Linked DNA regions of Mus musculus: region 2 is linked to region 1. A link is a contact called in public HiChIP or PLAC-seq data. All regions are on one chromosome and are shown on one strand. Each heading gives the region's core, a stretch centred on a gene start, on an enhancer-like site or on the middle of the called end of the contact. The rest is flanking DNA. Distances are from core to core; before and after follow the strand shown. Region 1 holds the start of Ctnna2 (catenin (cadherin associated protein), alpha 2). Region 2 has its middle 93 kb from the start of Reg3b.

Region 1 (5,391 bases), core at 782-3,281:
ATCCAAGGGAAATCTCATTTTCACAGGGAAGCAGATAGTGTAGACTAATTTGTTGCCAATTAGAGCAGAATTATAAATGTAAGCCTAATTAGCAGAACCAAAAAAAATCTATATATTTCAGTTTAAATTTTCCAGATTCACCCAAACAAGTGGAAAAATATCACAGTAATATGTGGACAGTGGTGACACAAGTCTTCTATCCCAGCACTTGGGAGGCAGAGGCAAACGGATCTTGGATTTCTGAGTTTCAGACCAGTCTGGTCTTCAGAGAGTTTTAGGCCAGTTAAACCTTGTCTTAAACAAAACAAAACAAAACAAAACAAAACAAAACAAAACAAAACAAAACAAAAAACAAAAGCAAAAAATTCTGAGTAATAATATCAGGGGAAAAAATCAGCCCTTTGAGTATTCCCCTCATTTAACTGGAACTGTTGAGTCCTTATTCTGGGAATATTCAGAGTTTAAGGTGCCCATTGCTTCCTGGATAGCGCCATGTAGCTCTGATATAGGGTTTCTCTGCTTTTATAGAAGCACTTCAGCAGCCAGACTCTTGTTAGTTCCACAATACAAGATCTTGCAAGTGCTTACTCTAAACCAATGCTTTTTTTCAAACTCTAGTTGAAGGCCAGCAGCCAGTCTCCTCCAGTTCATGGGGGTCATATATTATAGCACAAATGCTTTAAGTGATATGTATATTTTATTTATTTAGCTAACTAGCCCGTCTATTTTGTTTATTTGTTTACTATCCCCCTTCCCCACCCCTGAGTATTTCTTCAGTTTCTATAGGCTGAGAGCAAAGAAAACACTGAGGAAAGAAAGCTGGCCGGCCTGCGGTGCTACTGTCCGTGGTCCTGAAGCACAATTGTGTGATAAAGGTGTTTAAAAATCATCGTTTAGCCTGCATTTTATGATATTGTCCACTTTTCCCCTAGACGTTTTAAATGTGATCAGCGGTTATAGGAAAGGAAAACACAGTCAAGGATACATTGGGGAAGAAAGAAGAGGAGCATAGAGAGTTAGTCTAGAGATAGTGAGACACTTGTGTTCCATGTAATTTCCTAACAACTGAAAACGTTCCATTTGGGAGCAACAGTGGATGAAAATACCGCGACAGAGCCAAGGATAAAAGGGCATTAGCAATGCATGTATCCAGTGATACAGGGTCATTTAAGTATAACATGAACAAAAGATCCAGTGAACCAGGAATCCAGATGGAATAAAGTGTAGGCTGTATTCCAAGTTGCCAGAAGCTTTCTTCCACTTTTTCCGCTTTGATGTAGTACAGACAAAGCCAAAGTTGTCAATCGGCACTGTGATCGAACAAAGACAATTGTAACTTATGCTTCTTCCTGTATATAGCGGTGTACTGGTGTACTGTTTTTGCCTCTAAGCAAATCTCGCAGTTAGACCCCATCACTAAGCTCCCAGTACTTCTGGCTGGCAAGGCACTCATGTCTCTAGTCATGTTCCCAACTCATGTAACCCCTATGAAGCAGAGAGTGACCTTAAATATTTTGGATACTTCAACATGCCTAGAGTGCTTAATACAGATAACTACAATGTCTTTCACGGAAATTGCTTTCACGGAGGTTTGTTTAACAGACACAGCCCTGATTTCTCTAACAGTTCCATCCTCTTTCAGGCTCTCTGGCATTCGGGGCTACAGGTCCACCTGGGCTGCACCGGGCCCTGGCCTCCTGCTGCCACGTGGTAAGGTCTTTCTGAGTGTGGAACCCCATCTGTCCTCCATCCCCTATGCAGATCATTCTGGAGTCCAGCCCCTCCCTGCAGGGCCCGCAACAGCTCCTGGTCCCCGCCCAGAGGGTAACGCCATTGCCATGGAGACGGCACCTGCGCCCTCTGTGGCTCCTTTCTCCAGTCCCTCCCCTCCGGCGCTCCCGGGCGGCGCTCCCGGGCGGCGCGCCCGCGTGCCCATCCTTTAGCAGCCCGGGCGAGTCGCGGGCACGAGCGAACGAGCAAGCAAGTGAGCGGCCGCGCGTGCGCACTGGCCACCTCCCCTAGCGGCGATCCGGGCCGCTGCCGCTCGCTTGGGCAGGACGCGGGGCGGGCGGGGGGAGGGGGGAGCGGCTTTGCTGGCAGCCCTGAGTGAGGCGGAGACCCGGGCGGAGCGGGCGGCACCGCACCTCGGCCAGAAGCAGCTGCAGCAGCTGCCCTAGTCCCCACCGCCGCCTCTCCAGCAGCTTCTGTCATTCCGCGCCAGCTGCTGCAGACAGAGGACGAGGAGGAGGAGGCGAGAAACTCCCACCGACCCACAGAGGTGAGTCCCGGGCAGAGCATCCTCCATCCTTGCCTGCCTCCCTCCCTTCCTGCCTCCCTCCCATCCTCTTCGTCCTCCCCTCCCTCCCGCTCTCCAGCCCTCCCGCCCTCATCTTTCCCAACATCCCTCTCTCCTCTCCGCTCCTTTCTCCTTTCCAGCCTTTCTTTCATCCCTTTCTTCTCTCACCCAGCCCTACTTCCTTCCCACCCTTTCTTTCTTCCCTGTCTTCCTTTCAGCCACTCACCCTTCAGCTCATCTTTGCATACCTTTTATCTATCTTCTCTTTATCACCCCTCCTTTTCTTATCCTCACCCCCTTCCCTGAGGGTGGGATGGTGGGAGCATCCTTGCCTGGTACAACTGTCCGGATTCGGGGGTTTCTTGAAAATTGGTTTCCTGTACCAAGAGAGGCACGCTCGCGCAAAGGATGCCCTGCAGTTCTTTACATTGTCAAGATTAAGGGTCAAGTTGGACAGAGTACTGGAAACTGGAAGGAATAGAGTCCAGGAACAATCTATGGATGTGTGCTATAAAGGGTGGGGGTGGGGAGGTTGTCACTTAGATATGTTTCCAACCGTCCCCCACTCCCCTCTTCAACAGTTTCTTCCTTTCTTTTTTTCCCCCTGGGATTACACATTCCCAGTGTGTATCACACTAATTTAAAACCCAGGCTTTTCTGCTGTGATTGTCGTCTCCATGAGAAACCACAAGGAAAGAGAAGCCTGGAAGGGAACAAGAAAGAAAAGAGGGGAGGGGTGAGGAAGGTTGGCAACAGTGGAAGCCTGAATCCCTTCCTCTAGGCCTTTCTGGATTGATGTTTTCAAACCACCCGCCTAATATTCAGCTTGGACTTGAACCTGTGTGTCCTTGGCTCCGTCACTACTTCACAGACAGAAACTCTCTCAACTTTAATACCGGTGCATTACACATTGTGTTTTGCTTGGTATGCAAAACACCCGGAGAACTTGCTTTGAAGAAATAGAAAGATAACACTTTTTGTTCATCCCTGGTTAACTTCAAGAAAATGAGAATGGCTAGCCAGCTATTGAAGAATGAGGCTCTCCTTTGCCGTTTTGTAAACATATCATTTTGATAGCTTTAGCTGTGTGGTAGGATACAGCACAGGCACCCTCAGTCATGCTCAGCCGCCTTATAGAAATCTTGACATTTTGGGGGGAAAATGTTCTGTGTACTTATTCCTAGATGTGTTTACACTAATGGGAAAGTTGAATTAGCTCTGGGAAGATTGTTCCTGAGAATTTTAAATTTTCGGTCAGTTTTGCATCAGTTGCTTGCACTGAATCTTGTGTTTCACATTGCTGTCTTCAGCGTCACTTCAGTACATTTCAGTCTTCATCAAGAATGGCATGGCAGTTTTTCTGTTTGCAAATGTTTCTGAAAAGCTTAACTTATACATGGTGGCACAGCCATGCTGCTTCAGTATAACGTCTCGGGGGCTCTGATTGTGTGCATAAAAATAAGCTGAAAAATCAAAGACTTAGTTTGCCCCATTGAGATTCTTCCGAATGATTACTCCACCCCCAGCCTTAACTTTACCATAGTTAATTTTCTTGTATAGGTAGCATGTATAGAGGGATCCAAAGCTGGATTCACTGAAGTTGCAGTCAATAACTATAGCATGGAGAAAGTCGTGGATTTATTCCTCTTGTTGAAATTTTGATGACTTTCCAGCAGTGTAATAGGCACTTTTGCATTTTATGTGACTGTAAAGTAGGAGTTGAGATGAAGAGAATTGCCTTCGAAAGTGACAGAGTGCCGACCTGCCTAAACGACTGATACTGATGGCCATGTGGATTCATATTTGGAAAGTATATGATATTAGCAAACAAGGGAAGCCTCTCTCTTTCACCTTCCCTGGAGGAATGCAGCTCCTTTCATGGCTTCTCAGGCTTGTGATCCATGTGACAGAAGCTTGGTTGGAGTATCGGTTACTAATGTCTCCAGGAAGAATTGTATTCAACCGTGTATATGTTTGAATGGTTATCCTAGATGACAGTGAATCCCATACAGGTGTGATTTTGGTGCTGCTGTTTCTTTCCTCGCCCTAAGTCTCAGCTGTGACAATCATATATGGTAATAGTAAGTTTGTTTGGTTCTAACTTACTTTCAAAGGCCATTCTGCCTGCCCACCTATTACACTGGCTTTGTGGAGTTTTGGGTGTGGGAGGAGCAGTTCCTCATCAGCCAGCTTTTTCTGTTGCAAGTCTTCCTCTCAGAAGGATGAGGGAGTATTTCTGATAAGAATACAGTGCTCACTATGAAATGAAAGGCACATTTTATCTGACTTTTGTTTATAAATATTCATCAATATTGTGAAAGGAGGGTGAAGTTATTAAAGAAATAGAAAGTGAAATATTTTGTTTACGACAATATCTTAGGAGAGTAGATGAGTTAAATGAATAAAATATGAGGTAGAAAAGGATTTAATGCATAAAAAAGGCAATTTGATGTAGCTGGGGTGTAGCTTAGTGTTAGTTTTCTTGCACATCAAGAGCCAGTCCTTGGTTTGTTCCACAGCACCCCCAAAACAGAACACAAACGACAAAAGAGCAGCTTGACCCCCTAACTAACAAACACGTTTGCACACATGCATTGCTTTTGCATGAATTTTATTTCCAGAAGCATCTGTTTTTAATTGCATTGGGCCTTTAAAATACAAATAAAGACCACATAGAACATGCTATGGACCCTCACATGAAATATTCTGGGTATATTCTGTGTATGTTCCTCCCTTCAAGCTCTTAACACACATGCAAGCTAATGCTGAGTAGGGTGAGCTGTCGAAAGAAGTGGAAAGAAGAAAAAGACACTGTCTTTGGCCTCAGCTTGTAGGATAGTTGAAGATAAAAGGTATCTGCATGAGGTCCAGTTTCACAGCTGCAAAGAGCCAGATCTTTGTAGAAAGCTTTCAAACGGAGTTCAGCTTCTCTTGCTTAAGAACACGTGTGCTTTACCTGCTCTTTAAGAAACTTGTTTTATCAATGATATGAGATTATGATTCATGGAATTTGCTTAGAGATTAAATCTGTTAAGCACAAAATTTGAAGCAAAGTATGTTTTTCATTAGCATTATTTTAATTAGGATGGCAGGCT
Region 2 (5,511 bases), core at 547-3,046, 300 kb before region 1:
CTGAATGAGGGATGTTCTGGAGTTTCTAACAAGAGCATACTACTATGTGTGTCATCTAAAACGATTCTAGATGCATAGTTTATGATAAAACTCTGAACCTGCTTCATTATTTTTGTTTTCTTGAGGCTAACACTTACTACGCAGTCAGGTATAAGCCTCCAACATATGGGCTTCCTAGTGCCTGGGTTTCCTGAGTACTGTGATTACAGGCATGAGCAAACTATTCTAGCTTCAAACCTAATCTTCCACCGAAACATTTTATTTGTTTTCTCTGTAAGTGACAAATAACCAAAAATCTGTCTCGAGTCCTCACATTCTAGAGCCTGATATGAAGAAAGAATTCTAGCTCTTAGCTAGTTAAGATGGAAGAGATGAATTCAACATCAACATAGCACACTAAATATTAAATAGAAAATTACTATAAACCCAATGGCTGACTAACGTTCACTCTCAATCCTTACTACTGGCACAACTAGGCAGTAACCTCAACTGGAGATTGAATTTGGTTGAGTTAGCTTTAACTTTCATCTTAGCACAGACTAGATCCACCTGAGAAAGGACTCTCAATTTTAGGGACTTCTGAGTTAAACTGACATGTAGCCATGGTTGTTGGAAATTTTCTGGGTCGTTTAATGAAGTAGGAAAGTCCAGCCCACTCTGGGTGGCATCACACCCTTGACAGATAGCCCAAGGCTGAAAGAGAAAGCTGGCTAAGCATGATGTTGTGAGTAAGCCAGCTAATCAGATACTCCATGGTTCCTGCTGTATTTCTTGACTATGAAATGAGTTCCTTGCCTGGAGATAATTACACATGAAATAGCAAGTGACCCTGCCTTTAGATTCATGCCTTAAATTTCCTCGGTGATGACAGTGAGCACTGAATGTAGAAGCTAAGAAAATCGTTTCTTCCCCTAAGTTGCTTTTGGTCAGAGTGTTTGATCACAGTAAAGGAATAAAACCAGGACAGAACTTTAATCCAAATATGAGGGAGAAAATTAAACATTCAAGTTATAAGAGTTTAATTCATTGTCCCCCATATTTCTGTGTGTAAACAAATAAGAAATGGTCTATGTGACATTGTTAATAGTAATCTGTGGATAAAACTTTAATCATGCTGAGAGTATATGTTTTAGACTTTGCATTACAGCAACAAAATCACCTTGGGAAACATCTTGAGAGCAACAGCATTTATTTCTATTCTTGGTTTCAGAGGTTTTGGTCCAGGCCTTCATCGTTCTAGGTCTCTGTGCCTGTGATGGATCAGAGCATCATAGTGGAGCAAAGCTCTTGAGCTCACAACAAGGAAGCAGACAAAATGTCTATACCAGGAGTCTTTCTCCTTCTTCCCTCTTTACCTGTCCAGCATATTTGCTGCCCCCCTCATGTTCATGATTATCCATGTCTCTTTAATTAATCATCTCTGTAAACATTCTCAAGACTATACTGAGAAGTGAATTTCACCTAGGTGCTTCTGCATCCAATCAAGCTGACAACTAATTTTACTTATGCACCCCTTCTCAGCTTGACATCCAAATAGACCACCTTAAAACACATAATCTCCAACAAAAATAAGGAAGCATTTAAAATTCTGTCGAACATCAATACTTTTCACTCAATTAAAACCAACTTCTCTTCCAACAATTTAACCTTTCAACAGCCCTTAAATGCTCAAGTTCCAAGCTCCCCCCCCCCAACATTCCAGAAAGCATCCTTAATGCTTCTGTGGTAGCAGCACAGAACTAGGTCTCTGGCAGAACATTAAACCCTTGTTAATCATTCAGGTTTCCAAGACCACAACAACAAAATCCTGCCACTATAACCTCCTCCGAAGATCAGAATGCTCAACTCTTTGAGAAGGAAGCCCAAGTTACCCACTTTTTCTTGATGTATTCTGTAATGATTTGCATAGTGACACAGCTATCAAGACAAGGTAGCTCTCAGAAGCCCATCTGAGGCCATAACAGCTGCTCACGTGTAGTGCACTAGGGTGTGAAGAAAAGCAATCCCAGGAGGTCAGCCTTACATTAGATTCTGCCTCACCTTGTCAGAGTCTCTTTCACATTCATCACATAAGCTCTGCCCCTCCCTTTCCAGGGACCATATGTTGTGCTACTTCTCAGCCCTCACGCTGCATTTTTCATTAGCCTTTTAAAGGATCTATAATAACAGAATAAGGAAGACTTCGCCTCCCATCCATATTAAAATGCTTCAAGCAGAGCAGAGTTGAACCTTGGGGAATTGTTCTAAAGAAGAATCCCAATGCAATTTCACTCACAGCCACTTAGCTCTTCTCTGCCCTAAAATTGCCAGTTGGAAACAAATTCACCAGTCACCACAAATATTACTAACAGATAACACACAGCATATGGCGGGAAGCCAGAATACTTCACAAATCTGAGTCAGGCGACTCCAGTGATTAGTGAGACATAATATATTTTCATCCTAGATATGAGCTGGAATGAGCTACCCAAACTGGGAAACTAGAAAGCAGTTCCATATGGTGCCAAGACGGCCAGACAGTGATGGGGGATGGGAAGAGGGAGAGATTCCAGAAATTACTACATTAGAGAATGCCATGGCTGGCAAGTCTCTAGCATCATATTGAAAAGAAAAGTCTTGGGGTTGGCCCTTTGATAAGTTTTAAAACAAGGCTGTGTCCCAAGGAATCTCTTTTTGTGTCTGCTAGTAAATGGTGGTACTTTCTATTATATAGGAGTTAGAAGATATCATGACACAAAATTGACAAGCCTAGAGGCAGAAAGATTGAGCGAAAGTCAAGAGTTTCTCTCACTATATTAGGTTATAATCATTTTAATGTTTAAATTCAGATGACCCCAACATCAGAGATGAAAGCCATGCAGTGGTGGCGCACACCTTTAATCCCAGCATTTGGGAGGCAGAGGCAGGCAGATTGATGAGTTCGAGGCCAGCCTGGTCTACAGAGTGAGTTCCAGGACAGCCAGGGCTACACAGAGCAACCCTGTCTCAAAAAACCAATAAAGAAAAAAAAAAGAAAGGAAGAAAAGAAAAAGAAAAAAGAAAAGAAAAGAACTCTAGAAGTCAAAGAAAATGCAATTCAATCTTTGTGTGTATTATATATTTCAACAGGGAAACATATAATATAGTCTGTCTGGACTCACTGTCTTTGAGGGGATGCTTGGAGAAGAGAGGAAAGAATATAGAATAATTAGAAATGGAGTTAGTGGGAATAATTGACAAATATGTAAACATTGAGCAAACATTGTTTAGGCTTTAATATTCTATAAAATGGAAGTGGTTTTTCTATAGATTTGTGGGCTTGACCTGCTTATGAATAAGGAATTGTCTTAGCAACAAATTGAAAAATAATATAAAAGATATTGACCACACCCATTGTAGAGGTGCATCTGGGATCCTGCCTGCATTATCTATCTCTCTGTGCTCCTTTGACATATGTCAGCCTGATATCCAGCTGTCAGCACTCTTCATCTCTGCCTCACTGGCTCCTAGAAGAGGCTGGGGCAATTCCACAGCAGGGCTGAAGTTTGGCATAGGGAGAATCCCTTAGGCACAACATCAAACAATGCTTTTCTGGTTTTGATGAACATAGCCTCCCGGTTCTAGCCAATAGAGATGACTCTAAGATGCATGTCTATGTTGTCCCCAGTGGGCACAAACTTTAATGACCCATGGTGGTTGGTTTTGAGACGAGTTTCTTCCCTTTATCATTCATTTTACTTTTCTCACTGCTATCGCATAACCATCAAGCTACTTAAGGAAGGAAGGTTTTATTTTGAGTCGGAGTTCCTGGACACAGTCCATCACGACAAGAAGTCGCCGTGGGAGGAGCTTGAGGTAGCTCTCCACATTGGAGCCACAGTCAGGACACACAGAGAGACACACATTGCTGGTCACTTTGCACTCTTTTTTTTTATTTAATTTTTTTCAGTCTAGCATCCATTCCATGAAATATTGTTGTCCACATTCAAGATGGGTCTTCTTATCTCAATTAACCTAATCTAAAATAATCCCTCTCAGACATGACTGGAGGCTTGACTCCTATGTAAATCTAGATATTTTTTAAACAATAGTAACTAACTGTCATACTGTCTTAATTTCTTGCTTATTATTGGTATTTGTTGAGTTTGTATTCCAAGTAAAATCTAGGACTAAAATATTTCAATACTGCCTCTGGGAATACTCAGAACTGTGAAAGTGGCTGCATGGGGAGAAGCACTTATCTTACTGTTGCTGATAACTGAACGTACTGCAGGGCAGAACATTGACATGATGTCACAGCAACCTGACTGATGCTCTATGAATGCTGGGACACCCAGATGTTCCTAATTGCTCCAGTATCTGAAAGACATGACAGTGAGCCTCTTGCATGATGTCAAAGAATGAAAACAGTCTTGGGTCAAACAACTCAAGAAACGGCATCAAAGAAAGACAGTAGGCTTCGGGACTGCACAGAACTAGACTCAGATTTCTGATAGACCAAAGACAGACTAAAGTGAAAATTAGACCTAGCACTTCAGCCTAATATCTGGTTTTGGAGTCCATAAAATATAAGGTGGGTAAGCCCAAGAGAATCTCATAGGCCACAGTGCAGACCCTGATGACAGGGTGAAATTCTGAGTGCTAATTTGGAAGGACATTCAGAATTAGCTATGTTTAAGAAACTGGAACACCTAGAGTCATTTGCAAAGAGAGTGACCCTTTTGCTTTTCTGGAGACTGGTGTCTTTTCATTCCCTGCAGGGTCTCTAGGAAAAGACTTTGTTAAGGCAGGTATTTCAGTAAAACTCAGTCAATATCCTACAAGCATCAGAAGTGCACTTTTTGCAGCTATGCAGGTGCAAGCACAATCAGTGTTTGCTGATGGCCTAAAATCTGATCTGATATAGCAGAAGCTGATGCAGAGGTAGAGTTCTCTTAGGGTTAGCACACATTTTATTTATGAGTTCTGAACTCTCCTAACTTTCTTACCTCAAAAGGATCCTTCTTAAACAATCATGATATTGAGAGTTACATTTTAATAGGTATATTTAGACAACACATAGATATATAGCCAGACCATAGTAGATAGCTGATAATACCTTATGAAACATAGGCCTTCTCTACATAAACCAATAATTATAGCCATGTTTTAGATTCTTTTGCCTGAGTAATTCTTCATCTTTCATCAGAAAACTGCAGCAGAACCTTAAGAAATTGCTAGGAATGAATATTTAGGATGCTCAATAGATATCTGGTCGAGTGGTCCAAATACAATGAAAGGAAGCTTATGAACATGGGGCAAAGTCACATGACTTATATTTTATTCTTTGTTTGTTTATCTGTTTGATTTATTCTTTATTTTAAAGATTTGTATATTTTATTTTTAGGTATTCTTCTCTCATACAATTTAATTCTGACCACAATGTCCTGGGAAGTACTGGAAGATGATTCAAGCATGTGTTTGAGGTGGCTTCTTGGAGCTTAGAGAGAGAAGGATGTCCTGCAGGATATGTCATAGGGAAGAAAGTACTTC

The links. HiChIP or PLAC-seq counts read pairs in DNA pulled down with a chosen protein or histone mark.
Region 2: an H3K27ac HiChIP or PLAC-seq map of neural progenitor cells shows a contact between it and region 1, with 4 times the contacts expected there. The contact joins the enhancer-like site here to the promoter of Ctnna2 in region 1. A contact is called at or near these places in 3 of 39 promoter capture datasets (cranial neural crest, hippocampal neurons and stem cell-derived epiblast-like cells) and 4 of 115 datasets of contacts at active chromatin or transcription factors (astrocytes, embryonic forebrain, forebrain and 1 more).

What each region holds. Positions count from the first base shown.
Region 1 is chr6:77,976,307-77,981,697 of GRCm38.p6, reverse strand. It overlaps Ctnna2 (catenin (cadherin associated protein), alpha 2), which reads left to right and starts at 2,031. Exons shown (of 20, transcript NM_001109764.1): 1 at 2,031-2,278.
Region 2 is chr6:78,275,071-78,280,581 of GRCm38.p6, reverse strand. No RefSeq gene overlaps it. Among named protein-coding and RNA genes, the nearest start is that of Reg3b, 93 kb to the left of the region's middle. Within about 2 kb of position 1,796, at least 16 of the 459 cell types and tissues checked have an H3K27ac peak or open chromatin away from gene starts, as enhancers often do. A contact at or near this core is called in neural progenitor cells, where this site is marked.